Regions from separate parts of the Sus scrofa genome. Here region 1 is linked to region 2. The links are chromatin contacts, called in public Hi-C maps. All regions are on one chromosome and are shown on one strand. Each heading gives the region's core, a stretch centred on a gene start, on an enhancer-like site or on the middle of the called end of the contact. The rest is flanking DNA. Distances are from core to core; before and after follow the strand shown.

What was found. A called contact is a pair of places that touch in the nucleus more often than the background predicts.
Region 1: a Hi-C map of embryonic fibroblasts shows a contact between it and region 2, with 5 times the contacts expected there. The contact joins the enhancer-like site here to the promoter of CBL in region 2. A contact is called at or near these places in 9 of 47 Hi-C or Micro-C datasets (embryonic fibroblasts, epiblast stem cells, fetal skeletal muscle and 5 more) and 1 of 2 datasets of contacts at active chromatin or transcription factors (skeletal muscle).

Annotation. Positions count from the first base shown.
Region 1 is chr9:46,669,799-46,676,000 of Sscrofa11.1, reverse strand. It overlaps a transcript of LOC102161637 not described here. Among named protein-coding and RNA genes, the nearest start is that of THY1, 63 kb to the right of the region's middle. Within about 2 kb of position 2,585, at least 21 of the 83 cell types and tissues checked have an H3K27ac peak or open chromatin away from gene starts, as enhancers often do. A contact at or near this core is called in embryonic fibroblasts, omental adipose tissue, retroperitoneal adipose tissue and 2 more, where this site is marked.
Region 2 is chr9:46,413,897-46,420,792 of Sscrofa11.1, reverse strand. It overlaps CBL (E3 ubiquitin-protein ligase CBL), which reads right to left and starts at 3,856. Exons shown (of 16, transcript XM_003129932.4): 1 at 3,354-3,856. The coding sequence starts at 3,545.

The DNA of each region.
Region 1 (6,202 bases), core at 1,336-3,835, 260 kb before region 2:
GACACAGCTCGGATCCCACGTTGCTGTGGCTGTGATGTAAGCCAGCAGCTACAGTTGCAATTGAACCCCTAGAGCCTGGGAACTTCCATATGCTGCAAGTGCGGCCCAAAAAAGAGGAAGGAAGGAGGGAAGAGAGAGAGGAGGCAGCACTGACCCCGGTGGGGAGACGGGGTGGTGGACTGCAAGGGCCAGAGCAGGAAGATAGGAGAGCTTCCAAGATATCTTTGCTCCTGGGCCTTGAGGAGCTAAGACTGCAAGGCTCACCCAGCCACAGGTGTAGACATTTCACCTGACATAGTCCACCAACATGGCTCTGGGCGAAAACAGCCTGCACCCTGTTCCATGGGCTCAGCAGGGGACACCCTTCCCAGCTTCATGGGCTTCTCCTGTCCACAAAAAGAGTCTTGGCATCCAGGTGGCTGCACAGTGGAGGAGGGCACACACCTTATGGGAGGCACATGGTGGCTGCATGTGGCACCAGCCAGGTGAGCCTGCCTGTGACTCACAGACACGGGGGATGGGGTGGGGCTCAGCAGTGTCTCCTGGTCCCCGTGGGCTGTGGCAGCTGGGGGAGCCCTCCCACAGCACTTGTCCTCCCAGCTGGAAAGTGCCTGGACAACCTGGGGGACAGAGAGCCAATGGAAGGAGGAGGGAGGGGACCCCTCAGCACTTTCACACACCCATTCACAGTGTCCCGCAGGTATCGACCTCCCCATTCCTCACAGATGAGGGGCCTGGGGCCCAGAGAGGCCAGTGACGTGGCCTGGGTCACCAGCTGGGACCTGAACTCAACTCCTGGGTCGAAAGTCCATGCCTCTTCTCTTGCATCACTTCTAAGTGAGCCGGGATCCTGAGCTGGGACCCAGGTACAATACCCAGCCCTGTCCTGCCCCACCCTGGGCTTCCAGCCTCAGCTCTGGAGCCAACCCTCAGTTCCAAAGCAGTAAGCGGCCTCAGGTCTGAGATGCAAGGGGTCCTGGGCTACGAGATTCCATCAGTGGATTCACCATCAGCTCCTGAGCCCTCCCTCACCCGGCACATCCTCCCACCACCCACACAGCCTCATCACTTCTCAACAGAGCCCCCAGCCCCCAGCGCCATCGGGGGTCATGCGGCCTCCAGTGGCAGGCCTCGGCTTTCAAAGAAGGTCCAAGTGACCCACTAATAAATAAACAAAGGGGGGTGGGCCCCTCGCCCTCAGGCACCAGGGGTCACCCTCCGAGTGTTTCCTTTCCCTCCCCTGGGATATATTTGGGAGCGCCAGGCCCCGACCTCTTGCAAGGCACCAGGGAGGCCCTGGGGACAGCTCCAGGCTGCCGCAAATATACGACAAATGTGAGACTGCGGGAAGGCTGTCCGTCCTGCCGGCCCCATGCCGCACAACCATGCTGAGACATGGCCACTCCCCCAGAGAGGACTCAGGCTACAAGTGCCCCGGCCCCCCACCCCTGGGCTGCCCACAGGGAGCCCCCACCCCTGTGCTGCCAACTCAGAGGACTTGGCAGACAGGCAGCCCTTCCCCGCTGACTCTTCAGGGCCTGTTCCTGGGCCAGAGGCCAGACAGGAGATGGCCTCTGGCACAAAGACCCTGAAAAACCTGGGGGAAGAAAGAACATGACAAGCAGAACAAGGAGGGGTGGAGGAGGTGTTACCATGTGGGTTGTCCACATTCCCCCTCCTCTGGTCCCCGGGGCTTGCTGCTTCCCTGCCTCCCACCCCGACCCCTCTCCAGAACAGCCACACAAGTCAGGGAGATGGAACTGCCAGCAGGTAATGTTAAACCAAGGAGAAGACACTGCCCTGGCACAGAGGAGGGCCCCCAACTCAGACACTGAATCCGGGAGGACTCCCTGAAGGAGTCGGTTTCTAAGGCCTTGGGGGAGAGATGATTTCAAGGAGAAACAGTTTGTGCAAAGGCCCTGAGGCAACAGAAAATGAGGATTGAAGAGAGTGGATAGGCTCTGGGCACAGGCAGCAGCCAAAAGAGCCCCGCTCCATACTGGTGGCCAGCCGCTCGCTCGTTCTGCTTCCTAGACATCCACAGGAATGCGCCCAGCCTCCCGCTGGCCCCATGAGCGTATTTTGGAAAAAATCTCTTGTCACAGTCCCCAGCCCAGCCCGAGGCTCCTTCAAACTCCTGCATCCTCTCTGAGGCCACTGCTGGGTGGAGCCTCAGCCCTCAGCCCTCCAGGAGTTCCTGACTCATCGAGGAAAAAGCTAAAAAGACCAAGAATCACTCCAGCTCTGGGGGGAAGGCAGCCATGACCTCAGCTCCAGGACACAGAGACAGAGGATGGGGGCAGGAAGCAAGGCAGAGACAGAAGAAGATACAGAAATAGAGACCTAGGTGGAGACTGATGGAAAGAGACATGCTGATCACAGACCGCCCAAGGAAGCAGGACAGAGATACACCAGGCAGTGACAGCTAACAGAAGCCAAAAGCAAAGGGACACTCCTAGGTACACAGGACAGGCTGCCAAGGACTATAAAATCAGCTGATCGGCTGATCCAGAGACAGCCTATGGATCTGGGAAGAAATCGGGTGGGGTGCCTTGACTGCACTTGCAAGAGAAGGCCGTGAGGGGGCGATGTTGCTCCAGCCACTGCCCACCAGCCAGCCCGGCAGCCAGCTCCCCGAAAACAAAAGCAGACTCCATCCATCAGAAGCAGCTGCTGTCTGCTCACTGGAAGGTGTAAGAAACTTGGACGGGGGAACCCAGAGCATCCACACTCTAGGCTGGAGACCCCTCCTCATCTCAGCATCTCCTCAATCCTGACCCTGCCCTCCACATTCCCCGTCACCTTCTCATTCTCCATTTCCTGACCCCTGCCTTCGAAGCACAACATGCCTGAGGACAGGGGGGATGCTGGCTAATTTCCCTGTTCTTTCTGGAAAGGACGCAAACAGATGCTTGGTCTGCTGGGTCTGAAGACTGCCCTTGGCTCCTGCCACAGGACTTGGTCCCCTCCTTTACATCTGACCTTCCAGGCTCTTGGTTTCAAAGCATCACTCACGAAGAGACAATGGTCTTGTATCCACGCTTAACACCAGACTGCAGAACAAAAATCACAAGTGCAACTTTGGGGGAGTTCCCGTTGTGGCTCAGCAGGATACCAACATGACCAGTATCCATGAGGACACGGCTTCAATCCCTGGCCTCATTCAGTGGCATACGGTGTTGCCATGAGCTGGGGGCAGATGTGGCTCAGATCCCATATTGCTGTGGCTGTGGTGTAGGCCTGATACAGCTCCAATTCGACCCCTAGCCTGGGAACCTCCATATGCTGCAGAAGCAGCCCTAAGCAAGAAAAAAACCAAAAACAAGTGCAACCTTGGGTTGTATTAACAGAACCAGTTGTCTGGTGGAGGACGGCGGACAGCAGCAATAAAGTCCAGGCCTCTGGTCACATCTTTTGAAGGGTCGTTAATAAACCTATGTAAGCCAGGAGGAAGGCCACTATAGAAACGTGCTACCCACCCAAGATCCATCAAAGAGCACCGACACCAGGTCAAACACTTTATGTAATCATCTCACCTTATCCTACAGCAACTCGCATCATCATATCCATTTTACAGACGAGAAAACTCAAAGTCCTCTTCCAATGACTATCATGCAGGTGTGGATATTTCTCAAAGCTCCGTCTCAGGCCTTTTCTCCTTTGTGCATATTTCCTAAGTGGTCACATTCCTTCCCATTACCTAGACTTAGTTCTCAAATTAAGTCTTTTGCCTAGATATGTCTCCCAAGTTCCAAACCAGTCTAGCCACCTGCCTTCTCCTGATCTCTTCCTGGATGTCTTCAGGGACCTAACATTCTATGTGCCCAGCGCTAACCCCTGATCTTCAGGTGGTGGGTGACCTGGGCACCCAGCACCCCTCAGCCAGTCTGGACCACACCCAGACCCGTCAGCTTCCAGTGGACGCTGCCCCACACTCAAATCCAGGCTCTCCGCCCTGCCCCCCTCCCTGGACCATCATCCTTCACATCCATCCTGTGACCGGTTCCAAGCTGCTCTCTGTTGCTACCCACACCCTCAACACCACAGCCAGAGCAGTCTCGTTGCTTTGCTTTGCTTTTTTTTTTTGGTCTTTTTGCCTTTTCTAGGGCCACTCCCAAGGCATATTGGAGATTCCCAGGCTAGGGGTTTAACCAGAGCTGTAGCCGTCGGCCTACACCAGAGCCACAGCAACATGGGATCCGAGCCGCGTCTGTGACCTACACCATAGCTCACGGCAACACCGGATCCTTAACCCACTGACCGAGGCCAGGGATCAAACCCGCAACCTCAAGTCTTAGTCAGATTCATTAACCACTGAGCTATGACAGGAACTCCTTTTTTTGCTTTTTTGAGCCATACCTATAGCATATGGAAGTTCCCAGGCTAGGGTTCAAATCAGAGCTACAGCTGCCTACAGCTGCCGTCCTATACCCCAGCCACAGTGATGCAGGATCTGAGCCATGTCTGCGACCTACATCACAGCTCACAGCAACACTGGATCCTTAACCCACCGAGCGAAGCCAAGGATAGAACCTGCATCTTTACGAATGCTCGTCGGGTTTGTTACCACTGAGAAACAATGGGAACTCCCAGGACAGTCTTTTGAAAACATAAACAGACTCATGTCATCCCCCCGCCTAAACCCCTCCAGGGCTTTGTATTGTTCTCAGGGCAAAGTTCAAAGTCCTCGCCACAGTCAGTGCAACCCTGATAACCAGCCGCCCTCTCCAGCCTCAGCGATGTCAGACCTGCCCATCACCACCTCTCACTCTCTCCCGCCAGGCAGGCTCCTCCCTCGGAGAAGGCCTTCTCTTCCTTCCTGTCCTGTCCTGAAGCCCCCACAGCTTGAAACACCCTCTGACCCCCTCCTTAGCCTCCGTCAGGATGGCAACATGCTCTCAACACTGACTTCGGTCTCCGTGCCCACCATGCAGAAGAGGGTGCATTCCGAGGGGAGCAGACCGCATCTGTCTTGGTCACGGCTGGACCCCGGCCTCTGTGCGCCTATACGAGGTGCAAGCTGAGTAAATGCTGGTTGAATGAATTCTGCCCTTTGCGTGCCTCCTGGGGTAGCCCAGCCCCTCCTGGGGTAGCCCAGCCCCGCTCGGGACAGAGCTGACACTTCGTCACTTCTTCCTCCCAGTGAGCTGAATTCCTCTCAAGCTCTTGAAACAACTTCCCTGGATGCCCAAGAAGCGATGTCATTTCTCTTGCTGAGTGCAGGCGGGGTGCGGCCTCATGAGGAATGTGTCTAAAGCATGTGCAGGTGGGGCCGGGCCCATAGCTGGTGTTCAGCGAACAGTAGCTGTGATCACCCACTAATGAGGATGACGACAATGATGACAATGACGTTGGGTGATGAATCGCGATTGCCCTGACCCGGTGTCCCCATGGGGAAGGCCTCCTGTAAAGGCTTGAGCGTGTGACACACCCTCACTCGTGGGTCTCTGGTATGTCCCACCCCACCCCCCACCTTGGTCAGGTGAGGAGCCCGCCAAGGGCCGCCCCAGGCTCTGGCCTCTTGCTTCCTCTGTGTCTGCCCAGGGTGCAGGGGGCTCACTGACCAGGTCCTGGCTGAGGTGGTAGAGGACGGCAGCCAGGGCGGATGGAATGTTCCAGGCAGGTGGCTGAGTCCAGGGACCTACAGGAAGCAGGAGAGGCTGGAGTGACAGCATCTGGAGAGGGTGGGTCTGGCCGTTTGCATTTTTCCCTGACAGCAATGGGAGGCTGGGTTTTCAGCAGGGAGAGCTGTGATCAGAAGGAGATGGGGGGAGCTACTGTTATGGCTCAGTGGTAACGAACCAGACTAGTATTCATGAGGATTCGGGTTTGATCCCTGGCCTCTCAGTGGGTCGGGTATCCGGCGTTGCCATGAGTTGTAGTGTAAGTTGCAGATGTGGCTTGGATCCCAAGTTGCTGTGGCTGCGGTGTAGGTCGGCGGCTGTAGCTCCAGTTCGATCCCTAGCCTGAGAACATCCATATGCCTCGGGTGCAGCCCTGAAAAGACAAAAAGAAAAAAGGAAGCAGATGAGGGAAGTCGAGATGAGGCAGGGCAGTGCCAGGGGAGAGAGCACCAGGTGAGGAGGCTCGCAGGAGGTGGACAAGGTGAGCTGGAAATGACAAGTGGCTCAGGGGCTGCGAGACCCATGATGGATGGAAGGTGGGTGAGCCAAAGGGGAGGCAGCAGAGGTGATGCCTAGAA
Region 2 (6,896 bases), core at 2,607-5,106:
TCACTTCAGCACAACTAGTAATACGGGATATGGGGCACAGAGTATTAAAAATCACCTTCCAGGACAAGTAACACAAGAATTAAACATCCCTCTTCCTATGGTAGAATGGAAAAGCTAGAAGTATAATTTTCTTAAAACTATCTATCAAAACCCAAAAAGCATTTGACTCAAAACTGAGTGGTACATGTACTCCAATGTTCACTGCAGCACTATTTACAATAGCCAAGACAGGGAAACAACCTAAATGTCCATCGACAGAGGAGTGGATCCAGAATATGTGGTACACATGCACAATGGAGTATTACTCAGCCATTAAAAAGAACGAAATACCAGCATTTTTAGCAACACGGACGGACCTAGAAACTATCATGCTAAGTGAAGTGAGCCATACAATGAGACACCAACATCAAATGCTTTCACTGACATGTGGAATCTGAAAAAAGGACAGACGGAACTTCTTTACAGAACAGATGCTGACTCACAGACACTGAAAAACTTATGGTCTCTGGAGGAGACAGTTTGGGGGGTCGGGGGATGTGCTTGGGCTGTGGGAGGGAAATCATGTGAAATCAGATTGTTATGATCATTATACAACTACAGATGTGATAAATTCATTTGAGTAATAAAAAAAATGAAGAAAAAAAAAACAAAACTGAGTGGTATTTATTCTTCCCAAATAGTTAAATATTCTGCAGAAGAAATAATACATCAACACACACTCTTTAAAGAGATGAAGGAGTAAGACTTAAGGGGTAATCTTATTTGGACTACCTTACAGAGGCTCTAAAGTTTGATACATTTTTTGTTATTGTCTTTTTTAGGGCCACACCCATGGCACATGGAAGTCCCCAAGCTAGGGGTCAAATCCAAGCTGCAGCAGCCGGCCACCGCAACACGAGGTCCAAGCCAAGTCTGCCACCTACACTACAGCTCACGGCAACTAGATCCCCCACCCACTGAGTAAGACCAGGGATGGAACCCAAGTTGTCACAGATACTAGTCCAGTTCATCTCTGACAGGAACTCTGATGAAAATTTTATTTTTAAGGAGAGGTCTATAGCCAATACAATTTTGATACGATGAATGCTGATAACATGTGTCTTGAATGAGAACTAATTAGAAATGCCAATTTTTTCTATTCCAGGAGAAACTTTTTTAACTCTAAACCCCTAAAATGGAAACCTACAAACTTCAGATTTTGAATAGATTCAATACATTTTTTAAAAGGTATCAATGCATTTCTGAGTTCGCGTCATGGCTCAGTGGTTAACGAATCCGACTGGGAACCATGAGGTTGCGGGTTCGATCCCTGGCCTTGCTCAGTGGGTTAAGGATCTGGTGTTGCCCTGAGCTGTGGTGTAGGTTGCAGGCGCAGCTCGGATCCTGCGTTGCTGTGGCTCTGGCGTAGGCAGGCGGCTATGGCTCCAATTCGACCCCTAGCCTGAGAACCTCCATGTGCCGTGGGAGCGGCCCCAGCAAAGGCAAAAAGACAGAAAAAAAATAATAATAATAAAGGTATCAATGCATTTGGAGTTCCTGTCATGGCGCAGAGGAAACGAATCCAACTAGGAACCATGAGGTTTCGGGTTCAATCCCTGGCCTCAATCAGTGTGTAAAGGATCTGGCGTCACCATGAGCTGTGGTATAGGTCAAAGATGAGGCTTGGATCCTGTGTTGCTGTGGCTGTGGTGTAGGCCAGTGGCTACAGCTCTGATTAGACCCCTAGCCTGGGAACCTCCATATGCCGAGGGTGCAGCCCTCAAAAGACAACAGATGAGAAAAAATAAAAATAAAAATAAAAGGTATCTATGCACTTAAGATTTACTTTACATGCCTAACTTTCTGTATTGGTTTTGTTACAATTTCTAATAATAAAATTAGCATTACAACACCAACATAATCAACATACAAATACTATTATTTGTATTACAAATTGGATAACAAAATGTATTAATTACAATACCAATTGCTTTACAGGAGAAAAACTAACCCTGAAAAAGTAGCTCCTGAAACCACTGGTATGCACTACAGGAGCGCTAATTCACACACAGGACTTATTAAGCATTTATATACCACATTTATATTTGCCAAGTGCTTCATAATCACTTTTATTAGCTGTTCCAAGTCCAAAATAATCCATTAAGAACTTTTCAGAAGGGAGACCTAGGCCCAGAGTGGAACCAAAGAAAACCAATTTTACTCTGGAGGAAATAAAACCATTCTTACAATATATATCAGATACCTCTAATCACTTTTCATCTGCAGTATGAATTTTTTAAAAATAAGTTATTACTAAGTGTGAAAAACAGCAAGGCAATATTGAATTCTCTGGAACAAAAAGACTGTTTAAATACTTGAGACTACTATATGTCATTACACAGACACAGCTATGAAGAAGTAAAATTCTCCCAAACGCCAAAATTAAAGTGGAGTTATTTTCCACACTACCGAAAAAAGGTAATCAAGACGGCGCATCAGACAAGCTTAAAATCAGATTCTGTACTAAGGTGTCAGGTCCTGTTACCCAAAAAGGTAGAACCCACTGAAAAGCTGGGTGTGTAAGGAGGAAGTTCTGAAAGAGTCAGAATCTGCTGCTTAACCCGCTCAGGCAATACATCTCTCCGAAGATAATAGTTATAACCAGAACTTGTGGTTTAATCAGTGCATTTCTCAGCACCAGCAATGGATCCCATCCAATGTTTTGGGGGATAAAAACTTGAGCCAGCGCTATATGGGGAGGAAAGTTCCTCCCTCGGCCCATTTAAACATCCCCCATTTCTTTTATCTCGGAGTTACATCTTAACGAGAAAAAAACCGAAATGTTCACCCAGAGCGCGGTTTGCCTGCGGAGTTGTCAGGACCCCAGGTCTCTCAATCGGAGCCCGTAAAAGTAATTCCTTAGAGCTCATCCAGCTAATAGTTCTTAGCCGGTAAATCAAGAGCTCTTCCTCACCCGCCTCCCTCCTATCTCCCGGGGCCAATTCCGTGACCCACATCCTTACTCTCTGCACAGAGCCCCAAACTCTGCACCCCCCATTATACTTCCGCCCCGGTGGCTCCCCAGTTAACCTTCGCCCCAGCCCCCACCCCATCTTTGTCTTGCAACCCCAAACACACCATCTCAACGTTCCCCAATCCCAACCGCAGCCCTTCCCCCACCGTCGACCCCCATCCTCCGGTCCTCCTCCCCACCCCTACGCCCCCACCCCTCGGCCCCGTCACCCCAGTTCCTCGCCTCCCAGCCTCGCACGACCCGTCCCCTCCCCCAGCTTCCTCTGTCCCTTCCTTCCCCTCCCTCGGCCCCTCCGCCCACACCCACCCCTGCTCCCGCGGGTCCTAGGCAGGCCTTTCACCTTGTCCATGAGCTTCCAGCACTTCTCCACCATCTTCTTGTCCACGGTCCCTGGCGGGTGGGGGCTGAGGTGGTGGTGGTGGTGGTGCGGCTGGAAGGCGTCCTTCATGAGCCCGATCAGGCCGCCCGAGCCCGATCCTCCGGAGCCGCCGCCGCCCCCGGCCCCAGAGCTCTTTTTCACATTGCCGGCCATGGCCCGGGGAGGGTGAGGGGCCCAGCCGCGTCCGCCGGCTCCGCTCTGCTGCGAGTGAGGGAAAGAAGGAGGGCGTGAAGGAGGGGCCTCTCCCGGCCGCCGCCGCCACCGCCGCCGGCTGTCCGGGCCGAGGGAGGGGCGGCCGAGGGGAGGGGGAGGGGGCGGAGCCCGGAGCGCGAGTCCGCGCGGGCGCGCCCCTTCAGAGAGCGCGAGCCCGGGGGCGGGAGGAGCGCGCGGAGCTCAGGGAAGTCGGAGGCCGCCTCTGGAGAGGGGAGCGACCTCCTCCCAAGCCACGGCTCCCGGAAAGCGGCGGCCAAGTTTCCGCGCCGCCTCCGGAGTCCCTGCCCCGGGGGGGCGGGCCCAGGCAGAACCTTCACGCCAGTGCCCCCTGCTGGAGGAGCGGGGAAAGGACGGGGCGGGGTCTAACATGGAGTCTGCGCACTGGGTAGCAGTCAAGCCCTCCATATTCCTTATGGGTGGTTGGTCGTTGCTCTTGGAGAGGGTTATTGGAGCCTTTAAATTAAGACAGGTAGCTCTTGAAAGAATCTCGTCGTCTAGCCTTTCCTCCACACCTGACAGATGAGGAAATTGAACTTAAAGTTATTTGTTTCTTCACATTGTGGGTGAAAAAGGGAAGTTAGTGTTCTAAACTTGTTAAGTCGGGACCAAGCACAGGAATGTGACTGCTGCAGATTGTTGCATCCTGTTTAGACCCCAGAAAATCTTGAGACACTCAGGCCGCAAGCTTTTCTTCCAGGCCCTTTGACCTTCTGAAAACAAAATAGTTCTCCCTTTTTTTTCCCTTTGAATACTAGTTCCTTTTCTGGGAATTGAATATTTTCTTAAGTTACCCTGCTCAGCGCATTGCTCTGCAGGTGGGCATATCTAACATCAGGCCCCCAGCATGGAAACTGTGACCTTCAAGCCCAGGCCTGAGGAATACTCACTGCTCCCATGAAACAGAAAGGCGGTTTCCAGTCACGTCAGTTTCTAATCTAAAAGTTCTGTTGGAAGAGCTTTGAAAAAAAAAAAAAAAAAAGAACTTCCCTCCTAAAGAAGGAAGTGCCCTGCCCTAATTTGCTAATTCTGAACCTCAGCTTTGGGAGCTTGCAGGCCCCAGTGTGTCAATAAGTACTCAGTTCCTCCTTAGATTCCATGCCTGGTTCTTCCACAAAGCTCTTGACTGATTAGGGGATTAAGCTTATCAAATGATCCTGTAAGAGGGGAAAAAATATCTCCGCACTTGAGCACTCTTCAGCCAGACATCCTTGGTTTGCAATTCAATGGCCTTCATCTATCAGTGGAGTCATTCCCTATCAGTAGAATTTCCATTAATCAGTTCCTACCTAGAAAGAGTTAAAATGTCTAAAGAAAAAAATCTAGGCAAAGCTCTTAGATAATTGTCAAGATTTTGCATCCCTAGTGCCTCCACCCTTACTTGTCAATCCTCCTTCTCTCTTCCTTGGTCTATTGAAACACTTTCCTCACTGATTTCCCTGCCACCGCCAATCCATTCTGCTACCAAGCCAGTGTTCTTAAAGTCTAGCTCTGACACCGTCACACACAAAAAAGCACTTTAAACATCCCTGTTACCTCCTGAAGTTAACGGTCATGATCTAACACCAAACAGCCTTACAGTAGTTTTATACTGTTCCAATATCTGTATCCTATGCTCATCAAGTTACAAAATACCAGAATTCCTTCTCTTCTCATTACCATTACTCAGATGCCCTCTGCCTAAAGTGTGTGCTACTAAAGTTCAAGCCATTCTTTTTTCAATTTTATTTATTTATTTATTTTGCTTTTTAGGGCCACACCTTGGCAAATGGAGGTTCCCAGGCTAGGGGTCCAATCAGAACTACAGCTGCTGGCCTACACCACAGCCACAGCAACATCAGATCCCAGCCTCGCCTGCCACCTACACAACAGCTCTTGGCATGATCCTTAACCCACTGAGTGAGGCCAGGGATCAACCCTGCAACCTCATGGTTCCTAGTTGGATTTGTTCCCACTGTGCCACGACGGAACTCCTCAAGCCATTCTTCATAGTCAACTCAAATATTGTCCTCCTTACCAGACACTCTAGATAGAAATAATCCTTCCCTCAAACTTTCCAGAACCATTTATTTCTCACCTACCACATTAATTTATGCTATACTATCCTTTTTTTTTTTTTTTTTTTTTTTTTTTTTTGCTTTTCAGGGCTGCACCCCTGACATATGGAGGTTCCCACACCAGGGGTCTAATGGGAGCTACAGCTACTGGCCTACACCACAGCCACAGCAACACAGGATCCAAGCTGCAGCTGCCACCTACACCACAGTTCACGTCAACACTGGATCCTTAACCCTCTAAGAGAGGCCAGGGATCAAACTTGCAACCTCATGGTTGCTAGTCGGATTTGTTTCCCCTGCACCACAATGGGAACTCCCATGCTATACTATCTTATTGGCTCTGGTCTTCCACAGTAGCTGGCACAGTGCAGATACACAAGGGTACTTTTTCCCCTCATAGTCAAATCCTAGATTTAATGGAGTATAGGCAAGAAATTAATCTTTGGAGCTGTGTATGAGCTTGCAGGTCACATCCACATCTCTGGCTTAGTTTAAGTCTTACCATTTATATTATGTTCAGTATGGTTTGTATAGAATAGAGTTATAATAATATGTAATATATAATTTGTCCTTTGCTTCTGCTGCAGTAAGCCATATTTCTTTCCATACACAATGGACTTATCCATAAGTCATATGCAATGACTTATCTCTCACATTGGAATGCAGTAGAATCTCTCCTGTGTATCTCCTTAAAACTCCTGGATAGGATCCTCTTCAAAGGAAGACAGGGTTCTGCTGAAATGATCTTTCCTATTTTTACCTCTAAACTGAGGTTTATAGGTGAAAAAAAGGAAAGATTGACTTTTTTCTCACAATTTTCACTTGGCTTGTTTTCAAAATGTCCTAGAGATTGAATTGTTGCTCACAGTGCCATTCTCATTCCTGGATTATTCTAGAGCTGGCTCAGTTTGTATCACATCATGTGACATGTAGCACTCTTCTTATTCCATTTCATCTTCACCCCAAACCACATCCTCATTCTGCACCTGAAAGTCGGTTGACTGAACATATTTGAAAAGTAAATGCTCTTCTGCGGCATGAGATGTTGTTTGTATTCTGTAATCTCTATCCTCAATATATCACTGTGCATCAGCATACCGAGACACTAATTATCCCTTGGAAAATTCCCCAAATAGGCTTCCGTATGAGAAGGACCAGGACAGCAATCTCTACTGCATTCCTAGGCAGGGAGAGAGGGATCTTGGGGGTGGGGGTGGGGATAAATGGAAAACATGCT